2 separate regions of the Sus scrofa genome follow, and region 2 is linked to region 1. A link is a contact called in public HiChIP or PLAC-seq data. All regions are on one chromosome and are shown on one strand. Each heading gives the region's core, a stretch centred on a gene start, on an enhancer-like site or on the middle of the called end of the contact. The rest is flanking DNA. Distances are from core to core; before and after follow the strand shown. Region 1 overlaps CD180 (CD180 molecule). Region 2 overlaps PIK3R1 (phosphatidylinositol 3-kinase regulatory subunit alpha).

What was found. HiChIP or PLAC-seq counts read pairs in DNA pulled down with a chosen protein or histone mark.
Region 2: an H3K27ac HiChIP or PLAC-seq map of alveolar macrophages shows a contact between it and region 1. The contact joins two enhancer-like sites. A contact is called at or near these places in 1 of 5 promoter capture datasets (fetal liver) and 1 of 2 datasets of contacts at active chromatin or transcription factors (alveolar macrophages).

The regions. Positions count from the first base shown.
Region 1 is chr16:45,578,747-45,584,214 of Sscrofa11.1, forward strand. The region is part of intron 1 of CD180 (CD180 molecule); the gene reads right to left. Among named protein-coding and RNA genes, the nearest start is that of CD180, 6.6 kb to the right of the region's middle. Within about 2 kb of position 2,840, at least 19 of the 83 cell types and tissues checked have an H3K27ac peak or open chromatin away from gene starts, as enhancers often do. A contact at or near this core is called in alveolar macrophages, where this site is marked.
Region 2 is chr16:46,489,401-46,494,945 of Sscrofa11.1, forward strand. All of the region lies in intron 2 of PIK3R1 (phosphatidylinositol 3-kinase regulatory subunit alpha), which reads left to right. Among named protein-coding and RNA genes, the nearest start is that of PIK3R1, 57 kb to the left of the region's middle. Within about 2 kb of position 3,526, at least 7 of the 83 cell types and tissues checked have an H3K27ac peak or open chromatin away from gene starts, as enhancers often do. A contact at or near this core is called in alveolar macrophages, where this site is marked.

The DNA of each region.
Region 1 (5,468 bases), core at 1,590-4,089:
GGAGAGGAAGGGGGTGGGATGAGAGAGGAGGCTGCCCTCAGAGAAAGAGAGGTATTTGGGAAAACAACCCGAGAAAGAATGAGGGAAAAAAAAGTATATATATATAGAGAGAGAGACAGAGACAGAGACAGAGAGAAAGAGAAAGACAAAGAGAGAGCTGATTTACTTTGCTGTACACCTGAAACTAACACAACTTTCTAGGTCAACTATACCCTGATGAAATTAATTTTTTTAAATAAGAGAGGTATAAAAGCTACTTAACAGACATAACCAACAAATAGTAGAAGAGCCCTTCTTTTTTAATTTACTCTTTATTGAAGTATAGTTGATAATGTTGTGTCAGTTTCTGGTATATAGCAAAGTGATTCGGTTATACATTATATATATACATTTTCATATCATTTTCCATTATGGTTTATTATAAGTTCTTGAATACAGTTCTCTGTGCTTTAAGTTGAACTTGGTTGTTTATCCATTCCATACATAATAGCTTGCATCTGCTAACCTCAGACTCCCAGTTTATCCCTCCCTCACCCCTCCACCTCCCTTGACAACCACAAGTCTGTTCTCTTCATCTGTGAGTCTGTTTCTGTTTTGTAAATAAGTTCATTTATGTTGTATTTTAGATTCATGTAAGTGATAGCATATGGTACTTGTTTTTCTCTCTCTGAATAACTGCACTTAGTAGGATAATCTCTAGGTCCATCTGTGTTGCTGCAAATGGCATTATTTCCTTCTTTTTTATGGTTGAGTAATATTCCATTGTATATATGTATCACTTCTCCTTTATCCACTCATCTGTTGCTGGACTATTGTAAATAGTTCTTCAATGAACATTGGAGTGCATGTATCTTTTCCTAAAGTTTTGTGCAGATATACCCCCAGGAGTTGTATTGCTGGATCATATTACATAGAGTAGCCTTTCTTTAGAGCCTTATTCAAATAAAGCATTTGGGAAAAGATATTTTAAATTTTTTTTAGGGGAATTTGCATGAGGACAGGATCTTAGAGAATATTAAAGAATTGTGAATTTTGTTAATGATATTAACCTCGCATCTATGTAAGAAAAATGTTCTTATTTTGAGATACAGTTTGAAGTATTTAGAGGCAGAAGATCATGATTCTTGGGATTTGCTTTAAAATACTCTTGCAAAAAAAGGAATGAATAGAGGAAATTAGTAGACCAAATGTTGGTAGTTGTTGAATGTGGAGTGATGCATACAAGGTTCCTTGTAACTAACTGCTTTTGTAGATATTTAGAAATTATCTTAATACAATGTTAAAAAAAAAAAAAAACTGGCCAAACACACAGACCTTAGGTTATAAGGCCTTGTACTCTTGAAATATGACTCATTTTAGATCTCTGGAACTGCAGATACCAGACCCAGGATTTGGGCTCAGCCCTGCACATAAATTCAGAAACCTTCCTCATCCTGGATCCCAGGAGAGTCAAGTATGCTGACATCTGCCATTTACTGCTTCTAGATGCCCTAAATCAAGTTCTAAATCTTGGACTAACCAGGCAAAAATGGGGAGGAGTGAGAAGTCTATAGAATTGTGGGCTCGTAATTTATCTGGATGATGCCTTGGGATAAAGGATAGTGGGGCAGTTACGACAGTCTGATGGGGTATCTTTTGTATGGGGAGGTTCCTAGGAAAGGAAGAAATGATTCCTTAGTGTATACTTGGTGACATAAAAAAGGACAGACATCCCAGAACCATGGGCCATCTCAGCTCATCTCAGACTCTGTGTGAATTCATCCAACCTTTCAGGTCCTGCTTTCTCCTGGCCACATAGTGGCCTCACTAGAGGTCCCACTGAGACTGCCCGGGTCCAGCTCCATCTAAGTCTAAATCCAAAGCTTTCCTCATACTGCACACAGGTCTGCTTAGCTGGAAACAGAAGACTGCACATACCTGCCTTTGCTCTGAAGTGTGGCATTTCAGAGGTGTCACCATTTTAATTGCTTTTTGTTTTACTCCAGCCTCTGCTTACTCGGCACTTTTTATAGCTACAGTAAGTATGCTCATTTACAGGAAATCACTGGGTTTGTTCTGTATTGTGACAGGATTAAGAAAGTCGCTGATGAAAATGCCATATTTATATTTTCTTGTAATGCATTCTTTGTTTCATAAGTCCCAAGTCCTTCAGGCACTGCCACAAATCCACATGGTGACAGCAAAATGCACTTTGCTCTTAAAACATACCGGACTGACTGCTGGGGAAACCCATGCTGCTAGGCCCTTCTTTGGTGCCCATGACCACGGAAAACCTAGAGAGAAGATGTGTGGCTGCAGAGGTTCAGACTAGCTTTGAGAAGACACTCTTCTTTTCTGGTCTCTGTGGGCATAACTGATGCCATATACACATGAGGAAAGGAGTCTTTCCTCAATTCATCTCACTCTATTCTGGCCCCACAGCAAAAAGCCTGGATGTTGGCAATTCTCTCCTTCTCCAGAATATATATGTGCCTGTTGACACCCAAATTACTCCCTTAATATGCTTTACTGAGCACTCTTCTGCATCAGTGTGATCCCCAAAGTTGGAATAAAGCAGGAGCTCTCCTGAGCCGGTGGCCTGAAGGAGCACCCAGCAAATGGAAAGGAGTAGTTTGGTTTCGATTCAGGAAAAGCCTGAGAACCAGAGCACACCAAGTCCCAGGAACACTGAAAAGTCCACTGGGACCTGTGTCATAACACTTGATCATCTCGAGTTAGGTAAACTGCCATGAACTCTCTGCTCTTGATTCCTAAACAAAGAGGCAAATGACAAGAACTGCAACTCATAAGAACATCAGAAACCGTTTCACTTTTCAGAGACTGATCTGGGTTCCTCCACCTTGGATTTCATAATCATGCTCCCGTACAGTCGTTGCTTTTGGTTTCTGTATCTCTTTTGTCTCCTTTAATCTGAGATGACTCTCCAGCCTTTTATTGTCTCTCGTGACATTGATTATTATTATCATTTTTTTTAAGAATCCAGGCTTATAGTTTGCAAAATGTCCCTTGTTTGGGGTTTGTATGTTTCCTTGTGATTTGATTCAGGTTATACATTTTTCATAGAATGACATCAGTGAGATTATTTTTCTCGCTGTCAGGATTCATAGCAAAACATTGGAAGAGTGGGTTCTGAGAGTCGATAGCACAGAATTCCCGGACAGCAGAATGATAATGCAACGGAGCAGGAAAGGACAGTGTGTCGAAGAGGGTTGCTGGTTGTGTGACCACTGCCATTTTGCCCTGGGGCTGGGCCAGCTCTGGGGACCACATGTTCAGTTTCTCTTCCAGGCAGATACCACTGTCGCTTTTGCAGCATCTGCGGTTTCTCTGAGCCCCACGTGACCACTTCCTATAAACCCAAGCTTCATCACTAGATTGAGTCTGGGGTGAATTTCCAGTCACTTTCTCACTCTTCTGCTTTGGCTCATTCCAAGGCAAACAGGACCCTTCTGAACGTGAATTTATGCAGCCAGCAGGGCAGAGGCAAAGCCACATGGCATTCAGGACCACTGCCCCATGCAGGCCCATCCCTATTCCAAGTCATGGGCATTTGCACAGGGACCTGGGCCAATCACATTGTCACCAGCTCCGCCTCAGAGCTGCTCCTTTGCCCAGAGCAGGACTCCCAAGCGCTCTGTCTGTGTCTGCAATCCCTTTTCCCTCCAGGTATTCATTAGCATTTTTTCAATCAGGATCTTATTTTGCTTCTTTCTGTTGTAGCGCCAACTCCCTGCCATCCCACAGTAATTTTTCTCCTCACAAATATTGAGATCATTTTCTCATTTAGAATTCTTTGGGAGTTCCCTTCGTGGCTCAGCAGTTAACGGACCTGACTAGGATCCATGAGGATGTGGGTTTGATCCCTGGCCTTGCTCAGTGGGTTAAGGATCTGGCATTGGTGTGAGCTATGGTGTAGGCCAGCAGCTGCAGCTCTGACTCCACCCCAGCCTGGGAACTTCCATGCCGAAGGTGTGGCCCTAAAAAGTAAAAAAAAAAAAAAAAAAAAAAAAAAAAAAAAAAAAGAAAAAATTCTTTGAGTCTCATGCAAGTGCTGATTCCCACCTGTTTGGATGCCTCCTCTGCACCTGGCACATGCAACAGCCAGCTCCCCCAGGCATGAGGAGTCTGGGACACTGAACCCAAACTCTCCCTCATTTAATCACTCCTCTATCCAGAGACAGCAATTTGAGTCAAATCCAGGTTAGCAATTACTCCTTGAAAATAAAACAAAACACTCCCAAGAGGTCACGGCCCTAAAATTTGTTGTCAATCTGACTCCTCCAGGCAAAGGGCATTCCAATTATACGTGGTGCATTTTCTGTGGATCTTGAAGCAGACTGCTTAGGTTCAAATCCCAGCTCTAAACCACCAGTCTGTGTTCTCCGAGCCTCCTTTCTTGCCCATCTGTAGATTGAGGATAATAACCCCTCTCAGCAGGCCAACTCTGAGGTTTAATGGGCTAATGTACGTCAAGCACTCACAAGAGAAGTTAGCATTTCCCTGGATCATCAAAACATCATTGTCATCATCCAGAGCTCTTGTACCCATGAACTTGGAGTTCTCTTAAAGCAGAGTCTACTAAGCATTCTCCCCATACCCAGACTCGAGGAACTGTTCCTACATTGGTTTTAAGGGGACAAAATAGTCAAGAATGAGCCCATGTGAAATGACAAGGCATGCCTCTACTCCCAAGTAATTATTCAAGAATATATCTAAAATTTTACAAGAAGCCAAATCACTGAGCTGAGGTCCAGCTCTGCATTGCCTATTTGTCAGCCTCCAAAAACTTGGTAATAAGTCCAATTTGGTTACTTATGATAAACACATACATTTCTATACATATACACAGAGCATTTAATAATGGAAAATTTGGAGTTCTCATCATGGCTCAGTGGAAACAGATCTGACAAGGAACCTTGAAATTTTGCGTTTGTTCCCTGGCCTCGCTCAGTGGGTTGAGGATCAGGTGTTGCTGTGGCTGTGGCGTGGCGTAGGCTGGTGGCTTCAGCTCCAATTAGACCCCTAGCCTGGGAATCTCCATCTGCTGCGGGTGTGGCCCTCAAAAGACAAAAAGACAAAAAAAAAAAAAAAAAAAAAAAAAAAAAGGAAAATTTCATGTGGAGTATTTATAGATGTTCATTGTGGTAGTTTTAGAATATTTTAGAATTTGTCTAGGTTTGAAAAAAGTTTTATTAAAAATCCATCTTGACATCTACCTCACATTATATGCAAAAAGCAATACCAGATGGACTATTAATTTAAATGTAAAACTTAGAAATAAATACAAAATGATAAAACTTCCAGAAGAAAACAGGACATTATCTTTGTGGCCTTGGAGTACGCAAGCACAGAACAGACATACACTGAAAATAGAGGAACAATGATAAATCAAGCTATATTAAAATTAAGAACTTCTATTCATCAAAAATATTATTAAGAGAATGAAGAGACAAGCCACGAAACAGGAG
Region 2 (5,545 bases), core at 2,276-4,775, 910 kb after region 1:
GTATCTGAAAAGATTTGCAAACTTCTTATTTAAATCTGTTGACAGCTCTTTTAATTCCTTCCAACTAGTTATCGCTGATAACAGTATAGTTGTGGCTGAAGATTTACTTTCACATCTCTTCTTTCTACTCCCATTTCCAGTCACCCTTTTTTATTTACTTATTTATTTATTGCCATGCCAGTGGCATGTGGAAGTTCCTGGGCCAGAGATCAAACCTATACCATGGCAGTGATCCAAGCAGCTGCAGTGACAATGCTCAATCCTTCCTTTATTGTCTGCGCCACAAGGGAACTCCACAGTTGCCCTTGTTTTCGTTTTTTTTTTTCTTCCTCCTCCTCCAAAGGAAAAGTCCTTGTTCCCACTAAGCTCCATATCATTCCAACTTCATCTTTCCTTTATATTCAGAAAACTGAAGTATAATAACTCAGACCTTATCAGGGAAAAGTGCAATGTATTTTAAATAATGTGATAATGTAGGTATGACTCATTAGATAACTTCTGAAAAGATATTGAGTGTTTTCATATATAGAAAGGCAAACTGCAGATGTTCACTCTGTTAAATATGCTTCCAGCTTGCCACCTTAAAAAAGTTCCGAGAATTCTTATAATTCTTAATTATAATAATTTCTGGGAGTTCCCACTGTGGTGAAGTGGGATCAGTGGCATCTCTGCAGCATCAGGACACAGGTTTGAATCCTGGGCCTGGCATAGTGGGTGAAAGAATCTGGCATTGCCGAGGTTGCCATGTAGGTCACAGCTGCAACTCAGATCTGATCCTTAACCTGCCAAATCCATATGTTGCAGGGCAGCCTAAAATGAAAAAAAAAGAAAAAAAGTTTCTGGTCTTAAAATTTGCCAGTGCAATTGGCTATTTTAAAAACCTGTTAATAATAATGAAAAAAGATTGCATGAATAATTCGAAGTTAACAGCAGCTACCCATTAGTTTGTGCTTTGCTACATGCTAGGCACTCTGCTTACCCATGTTTGTCTATATATCACTCATTTAGTCCTTGTTATACTTAAAATTATTCTCATGTCACAGATGAAGAAACCGAGGTTCAAGTTAATTAGCATACCCTAAGTGGCAAAACCAAGATTAAAACCCAGCTGTCTTTGGCTTTAAACCTAACAGTTTTAATAATTTATCCACTACTGATTAAACAGGTGTGGTCCAAAATGAAGGAACTCAGAATTGTTTTGTTTGCGGTTTTTAGATGCATTATCTTAGCCAGCATTCGTTATGGCTTTGCCCATAGAACTTGAGAAGTTTAAACGTTCAAGATATTAGCCATATAGGCATAAAGTATGAACGTGCTTATAAGGTGTATTTAAGGAAAGTATTTGGGGTTTTTTTAGATTTTTGCCCACCAGAATGTACATTTTTTTCATTTGAAAGAATGAGGGAGATTGTGTCAGACAGGAGTAAAGTTTTGATTGAGCAACAGTTAAAAGACAAGCATCTTAATTTAATATTGATCCACACTTTGCATATACTTTCTGTGTATTTGTGTTACATTTTAAAAGGTAAGTGGCAGTTTTTTATGTACTTCCAAGCTCCTTCCATCAGTAATGAAATACTTGGCTTGGGCAGTCTCTGGAGTCCAGAATTTCAGCTTAAATTTTCCATTCATCCGTGCCAGGCAGTAACTCTAAAATATCTTTTTTTTTTTTTTTTTTTTTTTTTTAATGGAGAAGGCTCCAAAAGGTGCAGCTGTGTGCTGGTTTCATCTTGCACTTTGTAGCGGTGTTGGCACCGTTTACCGTGAGGAATGCCACTGTCTCCCACACGCCACTGGTGCCCAAGGACTGTTCAGGCCTGTCCGTGTTAGTGGTATGGGAAGGGCCTAAGTTGGGAGAGAAGGGCTCTTCTGTTCCATGTGATTGGTTGTCACCAGGGCAAGTGGGGAGGGGAGAGCGGAGTGGGGAGACCTAGTGGAAAATGCAGCTCTGATGTGTCATCAAAAATTTCTTCTGCAACCTGGGACACCTCGTTCACTGGTGTCCTTGTTAAGGACCAATTCCCCTTTTCCTTTGAAATAATACATGTCTTGGCTTCACCACCGCTTTTAGAGCCTTCTGCTCTTCTTGTCTTCTTTCTCCTTAAGCGATACAGATTTCTTCTGATGAAAAATGATTCCCCAAATGAAAAACTGATGTTGGACTGAAGTAGGGGAGTTGAAAATTCACCCAGAGTTTTAAGAGTAGACTTGGCTATCCAGACATACACACTGGCTACAGCCAGATTTAAAAAAAAAAAAAAAAATTCTTCATTCAGGTGTAAAAGTCTGTCTGGAAGGCGAAATCAAGTGAGAATTGATGTGTCAACTTGATGAGAATCATGCTCTGGTAATTTGTGTTTTGTTTGATAGTCGCCATATATAATCTCTGTATATTTAAATATGCATATTTAGTTATATCACATTTTAGTTTATTGAACTGTGTGATATGGTACTTTATCATGGACTTTTCAGAGGACAACTTGCCAAATTTGGTACTTCCTAGCAACTGTCATTTCCTGTTGGAATTTCCTAAGGTGGGATCTAACAGAAATGTAAATATTGACCTTGTATATTTGATAAAATTAAAGGAATGGTGGATTTTAGGGTTGTTGAAATAATTAGTATTTTGCTTTAGAACGGCATTTTCGACTTTCGCTGCTAATTGATCCTGGTGCCCAAAGTGGAAAATGTGAACTTTAAAGGCTTCTTGTGTAGTGCTTCCTCATTCCCTATGTTTAAACATTTTAAAGGGGAAATGGATTGAATCATAGATATTGTGCTAGAGAATAGGAAATCCTTGAATTGTTACTTTAAAAAGTCTTCTCTCTTTGTAAAATTTACCTTTTAACATTCCCATGGCAAAACTTTGATCAGGTAGGATGGATTTCTCTACTTGGGTAATATACTTTCTTCAATATTAAAAATTCAGTGATATGTTCAGTCAATATAGTACAAAAGGAGTACCTGTACTCCACACTATATGGTCTAGTTTTTTCTTATTAAAATATTCCAGGGTGCACTTTGTGAGGTGTTGTTGCAAGGACCTGGTCGCCATCACAATGCTTTTTAGAAACTTCATGTAGCATTTGAATGAGTAAAACCAGTGGTATTTTGCAGCTCAGGATATGGAAAGGTAACTACCATATTTGCCAGAGACACATTGAAAGGCTAAGGAAATAAGGTAGTGTGCCCCCCACCCCCACCTTCTTCAAGCTGAAGTGAAGAAATAAGAGCAGTAGAAACAACTTTATATGTAGTATTTGCCAACCCAGTAATAGAACAACTGTCAGATGCATATTTCAATCACTGTTAAGTGAAATCTCTAATTATCACTTAACTTCCATATTTGCCTGCAGAAATGATTGTGTTGATAAGATTCTACAAGGCGATAAACCTTGATTAAGTAATTCCATTTTCAGTTGCCAACTTTATTAAAAAAAAAAATGCCTGTGTAATTTATGAAGAACAGGAAGGAGGAACTAGGCATGTTGGTTGGACGAGTGTTGTGTGGATTTGTGGGTTCCTGTGTTTGCTGTTTAGCTTTTAGCTTTCTGGACCTTGGCATGTGCTGTGAGCTCTGTAAGTTTGAGAGGACCATGGAGAAACACTACAGTGAGCCCCCATTAGTAACATGTCCCTACCTTTATGTTTTCCTTCTGTCACCTTATGCTGCTGGGATGATATTTTGCACAGTGTAGAAAGCATTTACGGGGGAGGAGGTTTTTGTGAGCTGATCAGCTCAGGCAAAGGGAAGTAGTTGATCATTTGTCAGAGGAAATGAAATGTTGTGCTCTTTCATTTTCTAGTATTTCTTGTTTTAAATCTTAACCGTGCTTTCAATGCTCAAGACTACAAACCTTGCAAGGTATTGGTGTTTCTAGCACTTTTTCAGGTATCCTCATATTTTTATAGATTTTGGCCGAAGTTATTGCTGGATTTTTGTCAGGCAGGGGGTGAGGGTTACCCAGATGGATTTGCTTCTCCTAATAGCATGTCCTAAAATGTACTGTTAACCCAAAACAGATTGCTGGTTCCCTTCCTGGCTCTCCTGATTCAGGGAGTTTGTGGTCGTACCCAGGCATCTGTCTTCCACAGGTTCTCCCCGTGATCCATTGGTGCAGGCAGGCGGGGGAAAAACACGGGTGCGGTGATGTTCCCACTCAGCTCTCCTCATCGTGACCATCATTATGGCATCTAGCGGCATATCTGTCCTGCCTTTATGCCTTTGTAAAATGTGTTTGAGTGCTGTTGCCATGGGACAAAGTGGCCCAGGAAACTGAGTGATAACCTTTGTATGCCCTGAGTTCAGGTGCTGAAGCCCATGTCTGGTTCCTTGTTCTCGGGGACAGCTTTATCATGGGCTCTTTGTAGCACAAAGTCAACTTGGGAATCTTTTAGCTACTGTTGGCAAAATTTGCCCTGGCTCAGATTATAGGCTTCTTCAATACCGTGGTCACCAGCCAGATAGACCTATTTCACTTTAAATCAGTAAGTATTAAAAAATTCACTTCCTCCTTTGCAGTAGCTCCACTTTCAAGTGCTCAGCAGCACCTGTTGGGTGGCACAACTAATAGAACATTCCATCATCACAGCAGGTTTTATGGGAGGGTGCTGCTCTACGATTTCCTTCCGTAACATAGCTCTTCTCCTTTTATCGTGGGCAGTTAGAATGGCTAATAGAGTTAGGTGGCAAGATCACATTATAGTCTATCTCAGGGAATACTGCAACCTAAAGGGGTCTTAGAGTCTAGGGTTTGGGTTTTCAAAATGACAGAAATGAGGTTAAAATTTAACAACATAAGCTGACTTTACTCTTGTCTTGTGAATCTGTTCTTTTCCCATGCTGACTCAGTACTAGAAAGATGGGCTTCATTAGACATTTGCTTATTAACCTGGTACGTGGCTTATAATAAAGAATCACACCACTAAGATCTCATTGAGATGACGTTGTCAGTATTCAGTTTTTCTTAGATTATATAAACTATTCCTAGATAAAAGTACATACCTTTATGAACCTTAAGTGTCTAAAAGTTTATTGATGGCTGATAAACAGACTACACATGTAGCTATTTTCATTTACTCATTTACTCATATTCTGCAGTTTGAGGAATTTGACATGAGTCTATTTAGCTCCCTCTTCTGGTATATTATGAGAAAAATATTTTTACTTAAGATGGTTTCATGTATTTGTGGAGTAAAGATACAGTTACCAGTGTAAGGTTGAAGGACATTATTTGTGTCATCCAATTGGATTTTATTTCTTTTGTATCGTTGGGTAAAACATGTAGGTAAAGCATGGAAAAACAGTTTACGAAGGCATTACATTTCTTAAGATGGTAACTGACCAAAACATACGTAAGCAGATAAAGGCTTTTCTACAGCACATGCACAAGCACTCCATTGAATGTCAAGTGGCGGGGGGGTCATTTGTACTGGCTTTGTCTCTGATAGTAAGCTCACCCCCACATTTGTGGGACTTGGGGCAAGAGCACAGAAGGAGGCCCAAGTGACCCTGTGTCTAAATATTTTAAAGTTATAAATCACA